2 separate regions of the Mus musculus genome follow, and region 2 is linked to region 1. A link is a contact called in public Hi-C data. All regions are on one chromosome and are shown on one strand. Each heading gives the region's core, a stretch centred on a gene start, on an enhancer-like site or on the middle of the called end of the contact. The rest is flanking DNA. Distances are from core to core; before and after follow the strand shown.

Evidence for each region. Hi-C and Micro-C count contacts between places; a contact is called where the count stands out from the background.
Region 2: a Hi-C map of granulocyte-monocyte progenitors shows a contact between it and region 1, with 2.3 times the contacts expected there. The contact joins the promoter of Pdpn here to the enhancer-like site in region 1. A contact is called at or near these places in 1 of 39 promoter capture datasets (the 3T3-L1 cell line), 10 of 484 Hi-C or Micro-C datasets (the C2C12 cell line, adipose-derived mesenchymal stem cells, bone marrow-derived macrophages and 5 more), 1 of 115 datasets of contacts at active chromatin or transcription factors (embryonic stem cells) and 3 of 9 other capture datasets (embryonic stem cells, liver and pancreatic islet).

Annotation. Positions count from the first base shown.
Region 1 is chr4:143,116,869-143,123,852 of GRCm38.p6, forward strand. The region is part of intron 8 of Prdm2 (PR domain containing 2, with ZNF domain); the gene reads right to left. Among named protein-coding and RNA genes, the nearest start is that of Mir7021, 16 kb to the right of the region's middle. Within about 2 kb of position 2,198, at least 73 of the 459 cell types and tissues checked have an H3K27ac peak or open chromatin away from gene starts, as enhancers often do. A contact at or near this core is called in embryonic fibroblasts, granulocyte-monocyte progenitors, liver and 1 more, where this site is marked.
Region 2 is chr4:143,295,000-143,301,688 of GRCm38.p6, forward strand. Pdpn (podoplanin) reads right to left here and starts at 4,565. Exons shown (of 6, transcript NM_010329.3): 1 at 4,190-4,565. The coding sequence starts at 4,256.

The DNA.
Region 1 (6,984 bases), core at 948-3,447:
CTAGGTCATGGGAGCAAAGTGAGGACCTTGGAGAGAGCAGGTGACGTAAAGGGACAGGAGCTCTCCAAGGCATGAGGGTGGCTGCTGGGTCTCTCTACCTGGCTTTCACCTGGCTCCTCTCTCTCTCTCTCTCTCTCTCTCTCTCTCTCTCTCTCTCTCTCTCTCTCTCTCTCTCTCTGGCACAGATGACATTGGGCCTCACACTGATGCCTTACCTATCTCTATAAATTTGTGGCTCAGTTCACTGACTGGCAATCAGTTCTGGAGCGGAGGTGGAGGGGAAGGCCAAAGGCGTGGAAGCTGGTGTCAAGGGAAGACAAGCCTGAAACCTCTGCTGAAATCCTCTGTGTACTGAGTGAAGAAGCCACCAGACACCTCCAGCAATGCCGGTCACCTGGCATTTCCCATTATGGGCACCTGGGTGATCCAGGAGGCCCCTCTCATTCAGAGCCTAGCTCTGCCTCTGACTTGCCTTGGGGCCTCCACAAGATTCCTCAACCTCTCTGAGCCACAGGAGACTCTCCTGCAAAGTAAGTACCTCAAGAAGAGGTGGTGGCATCGGGCGTGGTGGCGCACGCTTTTAATCCCAGCACTTGGGAGGCAGAAGCAGGCGTATTTCTGAATTCGAGGCCAGCCTGGTCTACAAAGTGAGCTCCAGGACAGCCAGGGCTATACAGAGAAACCCTGTCTCAAAAAAAAAAAAAAAAAAAAAAAAGAAGTGGTAGCATGACAGCGTTTGTGACCTGAACACTGGGGGTCGGGGGAGGGTGCTATTTTGGGTCCTTTGCAGGAGTTCTTTGAATCACCTCCCCTGTGAGGCAGGGCGCCATGATCCTGTCTTATTGGAGGGGAAAGAAGAGGTTCAAAGGAGTGGAGGCACCAGCTAGCAAAGTTCACAGGGAAGCAGTCACGATACGAATCCAGAACCGTGTGCTCCCAAGCCTATTTGCACCCCTGACATAGGCCCAGCAGCAGTAGCGATGAAGGGTTCTTCAGTGTGGGGCTCCTCTGCCCTAGATCTGCTGACAGACCTCAAGGAGCATGCTTGGTCTGCTTTGAGTTGTCCCTTTCCAGGCTCAGAGGAAGCTGGGAACAGAGGCTTTCTAACTCAGATGCCCTGGTAATGCAGAAAACACCCAAGATAGGGCTCAGAGCCTCAGATATTTGGACTTGGCTCCCCCCTCCCCCCAATAGCTCAGCACTGGGCATGAGAGCAGGCTTGAAGAGTTGGTGAGCTCTGTACTTCTGCTCAAAATGAGGTCCACGGATGGGCAGCACAGTAACCATGTAGGTGGGACCTACAGACGCTCAGAACCAACAGAAATCTTAGAAGAAACTGACGGGGGTGGGGTTGGGGGTGATATGCTGAAGCTGCGAGGACCTGCAGCTGAGGACAGGTAGGTAGAGCCAGATGTACAAATATTTTCTGATCTGGGTTGGGGCTGGTGTCCAGCAGCTGTAAACAAGTCCCTCTAATAATGCAGGAGTGGGGAAGAAAAGGCAGGTGGTCCCAGAGGGCCAGAAAAACGCTGGCCCTCCTGGGTGGCCCGATGGCTCAGCAGGTTAAAATGCTTGAATAGCTTAATGGGATTGCTGGGATTTACACAAAAACCCCAGAAGTAGTGGTGCATATCTGCAATCCCAGCACTCCTACAGGGGGAGGAGACAGGAGACTCACTAGCAAGGCAACTAGACACTGTTGTGGAAATAAGAGCAATCTTGTCTCAAAATGAAGTGGAATGCACCATGAAATGAGTACATCTACACAAACACACACACAAATTTTTCAAAAAAAAAAGCAGAAAGAAAAAATTCTTGGGCCTGGATGGTTCTGAGTCTTATGATACTGGGGCAAGCTGCAGTTGACATGGGCAGTCGGCAAGCACAGCCTAGGCGCCTGCTTTTGGGGTCTCTTTTAGTTTCGTCTCCTCTTTAACACTGTAAGACGCCCGTACCCTTTTGATGGAGGAGGGTTTCTGTTCCTTTCCAACAGGCCCACAAGGACCTGGCCTCTTTCTCACCTAAAAGGTCTTATCTATTGGGCTCTGTCCTGTTGGGGCTTCTAGGTCAAACCTGTTTGGTCTGAGCACCACTACTGGCGTTTTAATGTCTAGTGTGTAGCAAGCTCCTAACACTTGACCCAGTTAACAGGAAGGCTGGCAGGCCAGCCAGGCCTGAGGACCTCAGCCAAGGAAGTTGCCAGTGGGGAAATCCCTGTGCGGACGCCTCCCTTCCAGCAAGCAGAGGAAGAGGCCAGCAGTGCAGTGTGGTAAGGAAGCTGCCACTGGCTTCTGTTTCACCAGGGCAAGAGCTGGTGGAGTGTAGGGAGCCCTAGGAACACAGAAGGAAGCTTGGGAGTCGGGAGTCTTAACTGGATAGACTCTCCTTTCCCTTCCAGCTGAACCAAAACAACCAACTGCAAAAACGCCAAAGGACAGCTTGTATCTGTCCATTTCCTACCTATGGGGCCATCACTGCTGGGGGCACAAAGGGGCGCCCAGAACGCGCATCCTAAACAATAAGGAACAAATCCACATCCGAGCTCTCCAACATGCAGGTCCCTACTCCCAAGAGTCAAATTCTCCAAGCACTTGCATCCCAGAGGGGTTCACTCACTGCCAGAGTCCTGCCCAGAACATGGGTCAAGGTGTCTGTTTTGAACAACTCTGTGAACACATCTGAAGATTCAGACCTCTCCCACAGACCCCACCCCCATCCCACCTAGTGCTGCCTCTTACATTTCAGGGACATCATCTCTGCAGGAACCCTGCTACCGCTTGAGCCAGCACAGGAATGATCCCCCTGACTTTCTCCTCTCTACATCTACTTCCAGGTTCTTTTTTTTCCTCCAGTTGAGTGAAAACACACCATTTGCAATAAAGCTGAGAAGAGAAATAAATACACGTGCCAGGAATGCTGACTGCCAGAAAATTAAGACAACCAGTGTGGAAAACCTAAAGAGGGATGCTCTTCCCTGGACGGTACATGGGATTGTTCTTGTCAGTGACAACGTCCTTTGGAGATGCTGAAAACATCATTAGGACCTGTCTTTTAAAGATGAGCTTAGCCAAAGATGTCAAAAGAGGTGAGTTCCAGGGCCAAGCAGGGCTCAACCTTCATGGGGTTTGCTATTGGTAGGCTTCATGTGATGTCAGTGGTGAAGATGGTTTATCCTAAGAACAAGCCCAGAGGTAGGTGTGCAGCTCACGAAGGCCTTACTGCCCCCACCTCCGTGAAGCCTGGTGTTCCTGGCTGGCAGTGAGTCCCAGACACACGGCTGGCACTGTCACTGGAAAGGCATGCTTACCATGTGAACGCATGGCATTAGTCAATGAGAATGGAGCTGCCAAAAGAGCAGGGATATCGTGGGATGGGGGCCAGGTCCCGCCTTCGCTTCTGTGCCTTCCCCCAAAGTCCTCACCCTGTCTGGCGCCAACCTCAACAGTTTAACCTGCTCTACAAACTGGAGGAGACAGTGTGGCCTCAGGTCACCTGTCCCACCCTGGGCTGCTTCTCCAGCTCACTGGGTGGAGGCCTTCTAGAAAGGCTCCTCCTGGCTGGGGACAGACAACCTGGCCCAGCTACATGCTGCTTCTAACTTGGGGAATACACAGGCTTGCAGCCACATGTAGGCAGGTATAGAATGGCATTCTCTCCATTTCTTCCCTTACCTGCCCTTGCTAACGGCATGCTGGGGGCCTTGTTCCTGGAGATTTATTCACCAAGAACTGTGAGATGGGTATGCCAGCATTTCACACAGGGTAAGCACCTTGCCCAAACCCAGACACCTGGCTTGAAGAACCAGGGTTGAACTCAAGCAGTATAGATTCGAAAGGATAGGAGGCAGCTCATTACTGACCCAACTTCTTTCCCCCATTTATCTAACTTGTTGGCACTATGTGATGTAGCCTTGAGCCAGGCTCAAACACTGCATACCCGGGAAGGCAGAGAAGGATGTTCTCCAAGGAGACGGATTTGCTCAGGGACCTATGCTAAGCCTCAAGAAGACCAATGTATAGTTTAGTTTTGTGTGCTCATGTGCATGTCAAAGACAGAGGACAGCCTCAGGTGTTGTTCGCCTTATTTTTAAAGACAGGATCTCTCCTTGGCCTGGAAGTCACCAAGGAGTCTTGGCTATCTGGCCAGGGAGCTCTAAGAAGCTACCCATCTCTGCCTCCTCTGGACTAGGACATAACTGAATCACACTAGCTTTCGGGAACAATGTTTTCATTAATGACTACTGGGAAGCAAACACTGGCTCAGTGGTGGTCAAGATTTACAGAGGCACCAAGCTGTAACCATTGGGTACAGTATGCTGGGGTGACACTAAAGGCAAATGAGCTCAACTGTGTCATTCAGTCCATAGCTGGTGTCATAGCAAAAAGTCAGAGTGTTTCTGGGGCCTCCCCACCTTGCCAGCTCCTGTGCTTCAACACTTTAGGCAACAGTGAGCATTCGACACACTCAGTGACTGAGACCAGTTTTCTTCATCTGCAGCCATCACCCTTTGATTCTGCCAGTTGCTTTATTACAGCAATTCTGACTCATGGGCGTGATGGAGAAATCACTAAGGTGAGTGACATTAGGCTGTGGAACAAGGCTTTAGAGACATGTTCAAACACAGCTCAGCCAAGTGGGTACAGCACTGTGCAAATCAGCCAACGTAGATATCAACAGGGGGCTTCCTTATTCTGGGTTTAAAACAAACAAAAAAAAAAAATCAGAAGACACAAGAGCAGTGTCTGCAATGTATTCTGGGTGGCAATACTGGAAAGGGTACCCACAGATGCCAAGTGTCAGGACTAAAGTAGGAGATGATCCTATTTGCAGCTCCCAAACTTGGATGAACATAATGGAAAACCTTGTAAGCCTATGTGGCTAGCTCAACTCCCTACGTTCAGGTGGCTTGGCTGAGGTCACAACTTTCCTGTAAGGCTTCAGGTGGACTGTGGAGACAGCAGCCAAATGTACCCGTCTCTGAATGAATGAATGAATGAATGAATGGTGCTACGCTGTTCTGCCAGCACATGCAGCCTCTGCAGATTGTGGATCAGCTGTCATGTTTTTCAAGTATGAACATGTGTAAGTACACATGAAAGCCAGAAGACAAACTTGAGGGTCATTCTTAGAAGTGTTCTCCATGTCCTGTGAAATAGGTAATTCTCAATGGCTTCTAGCTTGCCAGTTAGGCTAGACTGAAAGGCCACCCACCGGGTTGAAATGTACCTGTTTCTGCCTCCCTGTAGGAGGGTCTGGGGATTGAACTCAGGCACTTGTGCTTACAAAGCAAGTTCTTTACCCACTCTGCTACCTCCCCCAGACCACACCATGAGGGTTACAGTCTGGGGTACAAACCCTTAGTGGGGTTGGTCATCACCTGGCTCTACAAAGTAGCCCTTCTCTCTCAGTAGATTCTAATTGATCATTGCAACAGCTCCAATAGTCACATTTTAACCGAAACTTAGTGGAGTTAGTTTCCTTAGGGGGTCTTTGAAGTGGAGTAGCTTTCTTTTCTTTCTGTTATCTCACCAGCTGCGTTTCTGTATAGCTGTCAGGGCTGTGGCAGGTGCTGGGATAGACACATGGGATAGGCGGGTGCTACACCAAGCTGACCCAAGTAATGATTCAAGTTCCTATTTCCTTCTCAGGAAACTGCAAAAGGACAGACAAGCCAGAGAACCCTCAGTTCTGACTTTAGGACAGCCCTGGACTTTAACACTGTCCCTGACTTGCCAGTCACTAGAGGGTTATAAAGACGAAGAGAAAACATGCATGAAAGAGCCTGACAACTGAACTCTATACCAGGGAGAGACGGTAAAAGCAAGAGGAATACAGAATTAGAACATGAAGGAAAGTACCTGAAGAGTAATATATATCTTTTAAGATGGAAAGGAATCCGTAGTCTGGTCACAACTCATTTGGGAAGCCGATTTCAAAGTCTCGGGGGTTATGGTTTAGCATATCTAGAACCTTCCATAAGCTTCCCGGGGCTCTGGGTCAGACACAGAATGGTACCATTCAACACTCCAGCAAAACATTCCCCTCACCTAAGCAGGTCACTTAGAGCTCGGAATGTCACCCCAGTGAGACGGTGGCTCCCAGTGCCACTAATGGGCTTTTGAGAATACACATGCTTAAGGACAGCAACAGAAGTGATTTTGCACAGCAGTTACTTTGATCCCCACGACTGGGCTCAACCTGACCACCACTGGAGACAAGCAGCAGCAGGGGTTTCTTCAGCAGCCCCTTCCCTCCAAAAGTCCTTCAGTGACCATCGCCACGAGACTGCTCAAAGCACTTCCAATCCACTTCACATGGAGACAGTTCCTGAATGTCACCTGGCAGGTACTCAGCGACACCACCCAAGATTACGTTACTTTGGTACTTGACACCAAGTGGGTGTTGACAGCCGCTACCAGGCCTTCCCAGGAGCCTGTGTCACCTTTATTAACACTCGAGGCCACCACGAGTGGAGGCCTTGTCCTTACTGACAGAACCAAGGGAATCTTAGTCGTTCAGCTGGAACCAGCTCCAACTCCTCTCTACTGAAACAAAACCGAGCTCCAGACAGTGATGTATGTGTCAAGCTTAGAGCTATAGAAATGATTTTAATACAACTGTGGCTCAGCACAGCAGCTTCATCAGACTTTTGGGGTGTGGGGTCCCCTTACAGTAGTGTGGAACAGGATCCAAGTGCTGTCACCTCTCCCTCTGGGTTGCCTGTACTGAGAATCTACTTCCCCCAGATCCCAGGAGAACAGAGAGTGAGGTTCCATTATACACTTTATACAAGGAAACACACTGGCTACTTTTGCTCAACAGGATTAGTGCATTCCAGGCATCATCTCTAAGCCCAGGGGCACAGGGATGCTCTCCGGCTCCAGAGTAAGATATAGAATATAGCCAAATACCTGGTGATCCACGCCATGTTCTCTGACTGGCAGGAGCTAGAGGCCAGACTGAACACATCCAGTCAGTAAATGA
Region 2 (6,689 bases), core at 3,315-5,814, 180 kb after region 1:
CTTTGCCTTGCCTGAACCACAGACTGTCTTCTGTTTCTCCACCTAAGTGATCAACTGCCCAAGGTCGAAAGCCTCCCTCTGAACTTAGCCTGACTCATTGCCAAATACAGACTGTTCTCCAGGCAAAGTCACTGGACCAGACACAAATGCAGACATAGCCCTCTCCCTCTCTCCCTTGCTGTGTGTGCCCACGTGCATGTGTAGGTGCACATGTGCGTGTTCAAATGATAACCTTAGATATCATTCCTCAGGCACTCTATTTTTTGAGACAGGATATCTCAGTGGCTGGGGGCTTGCTGATTGGGCTAGACTGGTTGGTGGGAGAGCCTCAGGGATAAGGCTGTCTCTGCATTCCTAGCACTGGGATTACAAAAAAAACCCTTGCTACAGCAGGCCAGCATTTTTTTTACATGGGTTCTGGGAACCAAACTCAGGTTCTCATGCTGGCCCAGATGTCTCTCCGACCCTGGTCTACTCTATCTGTTGATGTTCAAGAATTTCCCACCACCTGGCTGGCTATGAACAGTCTGGGATGATGGACAGCTAAGGCACTGTGGTTAGACATGTGGGAGGAAACAGCCACCTTCATTTCCTGCCCTGGATGAACTTGGCAGCATGTCAGCTGTTTCCTAACCTGGCTCTATCCTACCTTAGATCTTGGATGAAAAGCCTAGTCGCTTTCCTTCCCCAGAACATTCCAGGGGCTGGGAAGAGGGCTGCCAGTGAAATGTTCTCCACACAAACATGAACATCTGAGCTCCAGCCCCCAAACTCACATACAATGCAGGGCACAGTGGTGTGCATCTGTTACCGCAACAATGGGGAGGCCGAGGCAACCGGATCCCTAAGGGCAATGGCCCATCTAAGTCTAGTGATCCGTGAGCTCCAGATTCAGTGAGAGAAAGAGTCTCAAAAAATATGGTGCAGAGTAATTGAGAAAGGTATACTTGATTCTCTCTCTCTCTCTCTCTCTCTCTCTCTCTCAGAACTCTTTTGAGAAAGTTCTTAAAATTGCAGGCAAGGGAAACTGTATCTGTTGTGTGCCTCACACAAATCCTACAAGCAACCTCTTATCTTGACCTCCTCCAAATCACTGGACCCTCTTCTTCTAACAAGACCGACCACACAACACAGGCTCCTTTCCTGAGAGATGTCAGGATATCAGAGCTTCCTTGGGGGATGGGTTGGGCAAGGTAAGGATCCTCTGCAAGGTTCCTGGCTAAACTGGTGCTTGAGTTTGCTTCCTCCTTGGCCTCCCCCAAAATACTTCCACAAGCTGTAACCTGGAACGCCTGCTCTCAGAAGCCAGAAATATGACAAAAATTCAGATAAGCCAGTGCAATCCAGAGCACAGGTTCATTCTTGGTTGGCAAGGGTGGCAGAGCATACTCTCGGCTAGGTGCTTTCCTGCACCCAGCAACCCGCCCCACCCTCTTGGGAGAGGTCTAGCGCCTGTGTGCAAGACAAATTAAGGCAATGTATTTTAATGCGCCAGGCCAACTCCACTCTTGTATGGGGAGTGTGTAATTTTTTTTTTTATTCATGTTTAAAATGAATAAAGTGAAGTCTACCTTCAGTCTCAAGTCAGTCTTTTTTTTTTTTTTTAATTCAATCATAGTAAAAAGCTTAACTTTGTTTCTGAATCAAGGTCCCAGCAACTTCTGGGATAATAGTGTATAATTTACAGGAGAGGTTGGGGATTAAAGGAGGTAAGCCTGCGACATTCCTAGAATGTGGTGGTGGTGGTGGGGGGGGAGGGGGGGGGAATGCAAGGAGGTGGTGTCCCGCCCACTAGTCAGGGCCATTCTCTGTCATACCGGAGACTTGGGTCTCTCCATTGCCAGCAAAGTCAATGGTGGGTGAGCTGAGTTTTGTCTTGTTGATCGTGGCTACCCTCAGCCTTCTGCTGCTGCACTCGCATCTTTAAATGTGTTTCCCTCTTCTGAACTCAGTTTGGGACCCTAAGCCCCAGCTTCCCCCGCAGAACCTCTAACAGAATCAGCTTTATTCAAGGCCTCCTCAGCTACATAAGCCCTCAGCAGCTTGCGAGGATTCCAGGGCCCCCGAAAACTGGCAAGAACTTCAGGGAAATCACAGGATGATTTCTGTGCCACATGATTAATCCTGCTCGGACTGGTCCCGGAAGAGCACACATGGGTTAGCGGCAAGCAGCAGCTTGCCGAGAATCTTATAAAAAGCCACTGCTAACGGGCGAGTCCTGGGGTACCGGCTTTGGATGTCAGTTCAGAGTGAGGGTGGGGCCTGGCAGTGGGGGAGGCTGCCAGATGTGAGGACAACAGGCCTCGTTAGAATCCACGAACACCTTGGGGATTGCAGAGGGGGTTGGGTTATAACCCTAAATCAGTATGGCATATGACTCTAATAGAATTAGCACACCACAATCACCCCTGCCTGATCTGGCTCCCCAGTAATAGCTTAACTCAATGGAGTTAACTCATCCATATTCATTATTCTCAAACAAAAACCCTGCAGGCTCAATCTTGCTGCAGAGCAGCCTGGATACAACTGGCCGCATGGCCACCTCTCTGAACACCCCTGTACCAAGGCTTTTTCTTCAGCTGTACAGTTTCTACTCTAACTGAGTGATGACTTTTTCTAGACAAGACCAAATACCAGCTACATTTTAGGAGCATTTTGGGAGCTGGCTTGAGACAGTTGCAGCCTACCCTTGCCTTTGGAGGATGCCAGCCTCCGACTTTCCTAGGATGTGGTTTGGGGTGGGTGCTTCCCCTCACTTTGCGCTGGTGAGTGAAAAGCCATGTTCTTAACACGCACTGTCTCGCCATGACGGAAATGGAACCGAAATACAGAACTGTATATATATATATATATATATATATATATATATATATATCCTAGCGTAAGAAGTTTCAAAGATAGGACTGCCAGGAATACCCCTGAACACCATAAAGAATAGCTTCGTCTCTTTGAAGCAAGTGGACAACCTCGCCCATGCACTCTATATAATTTCCCTAACACTAGGTGTTGTCTGTGGAGAATTATAGAAGCCTAGGCTAGGCCCACCCATCTCACACAAACCACTCCTTCACCAGGAAAGACAGTCCTACATCTCTGATGACCACTAGCCTTCATTTAGTGAGCAACTGAGACTGTCCCATGACTTCTTGGCTCTGGGATCAAGATTAGAGCTTAGATTCCACCAGGAATATAGATACAACTTAAAACATCAAAGCAAGAAACAAAATAACAGGAGACTGTCCTAGACCCCAGCCATAGATCACCCAGACAGAAGACAGTAATTCAGAAGAGGAGGACGTGATGGTGGTCCCATCAATCTGTTTCTTTCTAGTCAGGGTCTTAAAGCCCAGTCTGGTTTCAAACTCCTTATACCCCAAGATAACCCTGAACCCTCTCATCCTCCTGCCTCCATTTCCCAGTGCTGACACAGTTGAGCATCACCATCCTGGCTTTTGCATCTTGCTGGGGATGGAGCATGAGAGTGTCTCACATGCCAAACATGGACTCTGCCAACTGAGCTACATTCTCAGGCTCCATTCGTCTTTAATTAACACTAATTCAGCCACTGAGTCCTTGGCCAAGTTCAATACATGGCCTCAAACACACTTGCGCTTCAACGCTCACGGCAGCCCTCCAGGTTAGGAGGTACAGGTCCGTGGCGCCCTGGGTTCCATCCATTTCCAGTGTAGGGGTGTGGGGAGGGGAGGAAAGAAAGAGGCAGAGACAAGAATGCTAGAAAGATAGCAGCTTGCGGGTCAAGCTGTTCCACCGTCCCTTCCAGCTACCATCCTAATTAGCGAAGCCTCTTCAGGTCTATCCCCAGCCAGGGGTGTGACCCAGAGTTCCAACCTACGTCCTCCTATCTGTTCCTCTTTTTCAGAGACATTAATCATTCCTCTAACACACTGCTTTTTTGGGCCAGTCCAGTCGCCCTTGGTCACCTTCCCATCCCGTAACACTAGCCCCCGGGGCGGTGGGGGTTGTTAGGGCCATTCTGTACCCCTACCACCTGTGGGTGGACCCCCTACCGCCACACCCACTTGGCTGTTACAGGAGACTTAGCCCCATCTAAGCTACCCCACCGCTCTCCCTCCCTCCCCCCGCACTCGCAGATCCCAGGCCCAAGCATCCCCCGCCTCCCTCCATCCCCACCAACAAGTGCTGGTTGCCAATCATGCATGGCGCTTACCTCCCTGCGCAGAGTCCCAGAACCAAACGCTCCCCAAAACCCAGAACAACACTGGCACGGTCCACATCTTGATCTCGTTGGAGCCTCAGCAGCTAGTGGGTTTTTTTGTGGGTTGTGAAAAGATGAAAAACAAAACAAAACAAAACAAAAAACTTCGAAGCCACAGGCCCAGCCGGGAAGAGCTCGGGAGGAGGTTGGAAGGCGCTGAGCAAAAGTCTCAGCGCCAGAGAGTGCCCGGGCTTTCTGGACTCGCAGAGGCAGCAAGCACAGCAAACTTGGCAGCTGGCAACCTCTCGGCACAGTCGGCATTTATGTCTCCGGTCCCGGGGCGGGAGCGGGTGGGCGTCAGGTGGTCCCGGAGATCTAGGACCGCCCCCGAACTCTGTTTGGCCAGCATCACAAGATGACCTCAGGCCAGGTTTAAAGTTACAGGGCCTCAGCCACTGGGGCCCAGCCCAGAGGGGAAAAAAAAAAAAAGCTTTTGACTTTGTTCCACTACAGGAGAAAAGGGGGCCACGTGCAGTAAACAGTTCTGATTTACAATTTTTATTTATTTTTCTACTATATTTACTATTATGTTTTGGAGGGCAAAGCCCACAACTTAGGTTTCCTTGATAGTGGGCAGAAGAGAGACGCACACAGTGGCGTATGCGGCTGGTTTTATGGTTTTTAGACCGATGCACTGGATTTTTTTCTTCAGATGGTTTGGGGAAAACGGCCGTTGTTTGGGTGAGTCTGAGGCGGCTCTTGTTTATTGAACCTTCATGCAAGGCACGTGGATGGATGGATGGATGGATGGATGGATGGATGGATGGATGGATGGATGGATGGATGGACGGACGGACGGAAGGACGCGTCTGTCCTCCCACAACTAGCCTTCAGTGCAGTACTTGGCCCGGTGAGGTACTTGTCTGGGTGGGGTGCTTGACCTTGAAGGGTGCTTGGCCCTAGTGAGTTATACAGAAGGCAGAGCACGTACCACCACCCCCTGATACCGGGACTTTGTGGCTTCACCTGGATACCAGGAGCAGCTGTGTCATCTGACTATCGGCCACTCACCTGGAACTAATAAGAGTTCAGCTCATCTATTAATCCTAGGGTTTAACTGGTAATCCCCTGTCTCTTGATTTAAACAATCCTTCCTTGCTCTCAGGGAGTGGGTATCGGCAAGAGAAATGTTCATTATTCCCTTCTAACCTGTTGGAATCTAAGAACAGGGTCGGGGGTGGTCTTGGCTTCACTCCCAGATGCCATAAATTCCTTTCAACAAAAGCATCTGAGGATGGGCCCCCCAGAGGTGGCTCGGCCACCAAGCCGAGTGACTTAAGTTTTAGGCTCTGAACCCACAATGGTGAAAGGAGAGTCCCGATTGATTCCTGTATGTTGCCCTCTGACCAGACAGCGAGCACACACACACACACACACACACACACACACACACATACACACACACACTCGCGCATGCACACGGTAAAAATAAGTTACAGAGAACTTAACAATGAACGGTCCCTACGTGTCCCAATGAAGGTGACAATGAGCTGTTTTCATCCTTTTATCTTTGACCTCAGTTTCAAACAGACTTCATCTCAAGAATTTCAAAAGTAGACTGATTTTTAAAAATTATTTATTGTGTGTGCGCATGCACTCACGCATGCATGCATGTGTGCAAAGGTGTGGGCACCCATGATATGGTATGTGTGTGATATCAGAGGGTAGCTTTGTGGAGCCAGCTCGCTCCTACATTCATTCACATGGGTACTAAAGACCAAACTCGGGTTGCTAGCTTGCCAGGCAGGTCTTTTTATCCTGAGACAACACTGTTTTAAAAGCTCATATTCCCAGCTTTGGTCCCACAAGCTAACTGATAAGACCTTTTGGGGAAATGCTAGCTAAACCCAGTGTCCATGGAAAGCTTGATCACAGGAATGGTTGGTAAGCTGTGTCCGTTAGCTGAGCCTCTGTGTCTCACCAGGGTGAGAGTGAGCCAGCCTGCCCACTCAGCAGCAGGTCTACCTTGGCAGGCAAGAGGTTGGACATGTCTAGAGATTACTCAAGGGCCGGTAGCTTATCCTGGGGCTACAAGATAGGAATGAAGTGGATTCCAGAAGCGGGGAAGAGAGAGACCTGGAAGAAATGGCTCCCGAACTGGTCTTACAACATTATTTCTTCGGTGTGAGTATTTTGTATTGTAGACTGGGGGGTGAGGGTGAGGGTGTCCATTTCCTGTGTGACCCCTTAGACAAATAACAGAGGTAATAAAACAGCTTATACTGAAGGGCATTTGGGAGTAGATTAAGAGTCCAGGAAATAAATCCATCCTGTTCTGGGGCTGGAGAGATGGCTCAGTGCTTAAGAGCACTGACTGCTCTTCCAGAGGTCCAGAGTTCCATCCCCAGCAACCACATGGTGGCTCACAACCATCTGTAATGGAATCCAATGCCCTCTTCTGCTGTGTCTGAAGACAGGGACACTTATGTACATTAGGTAAATAAATAATAAA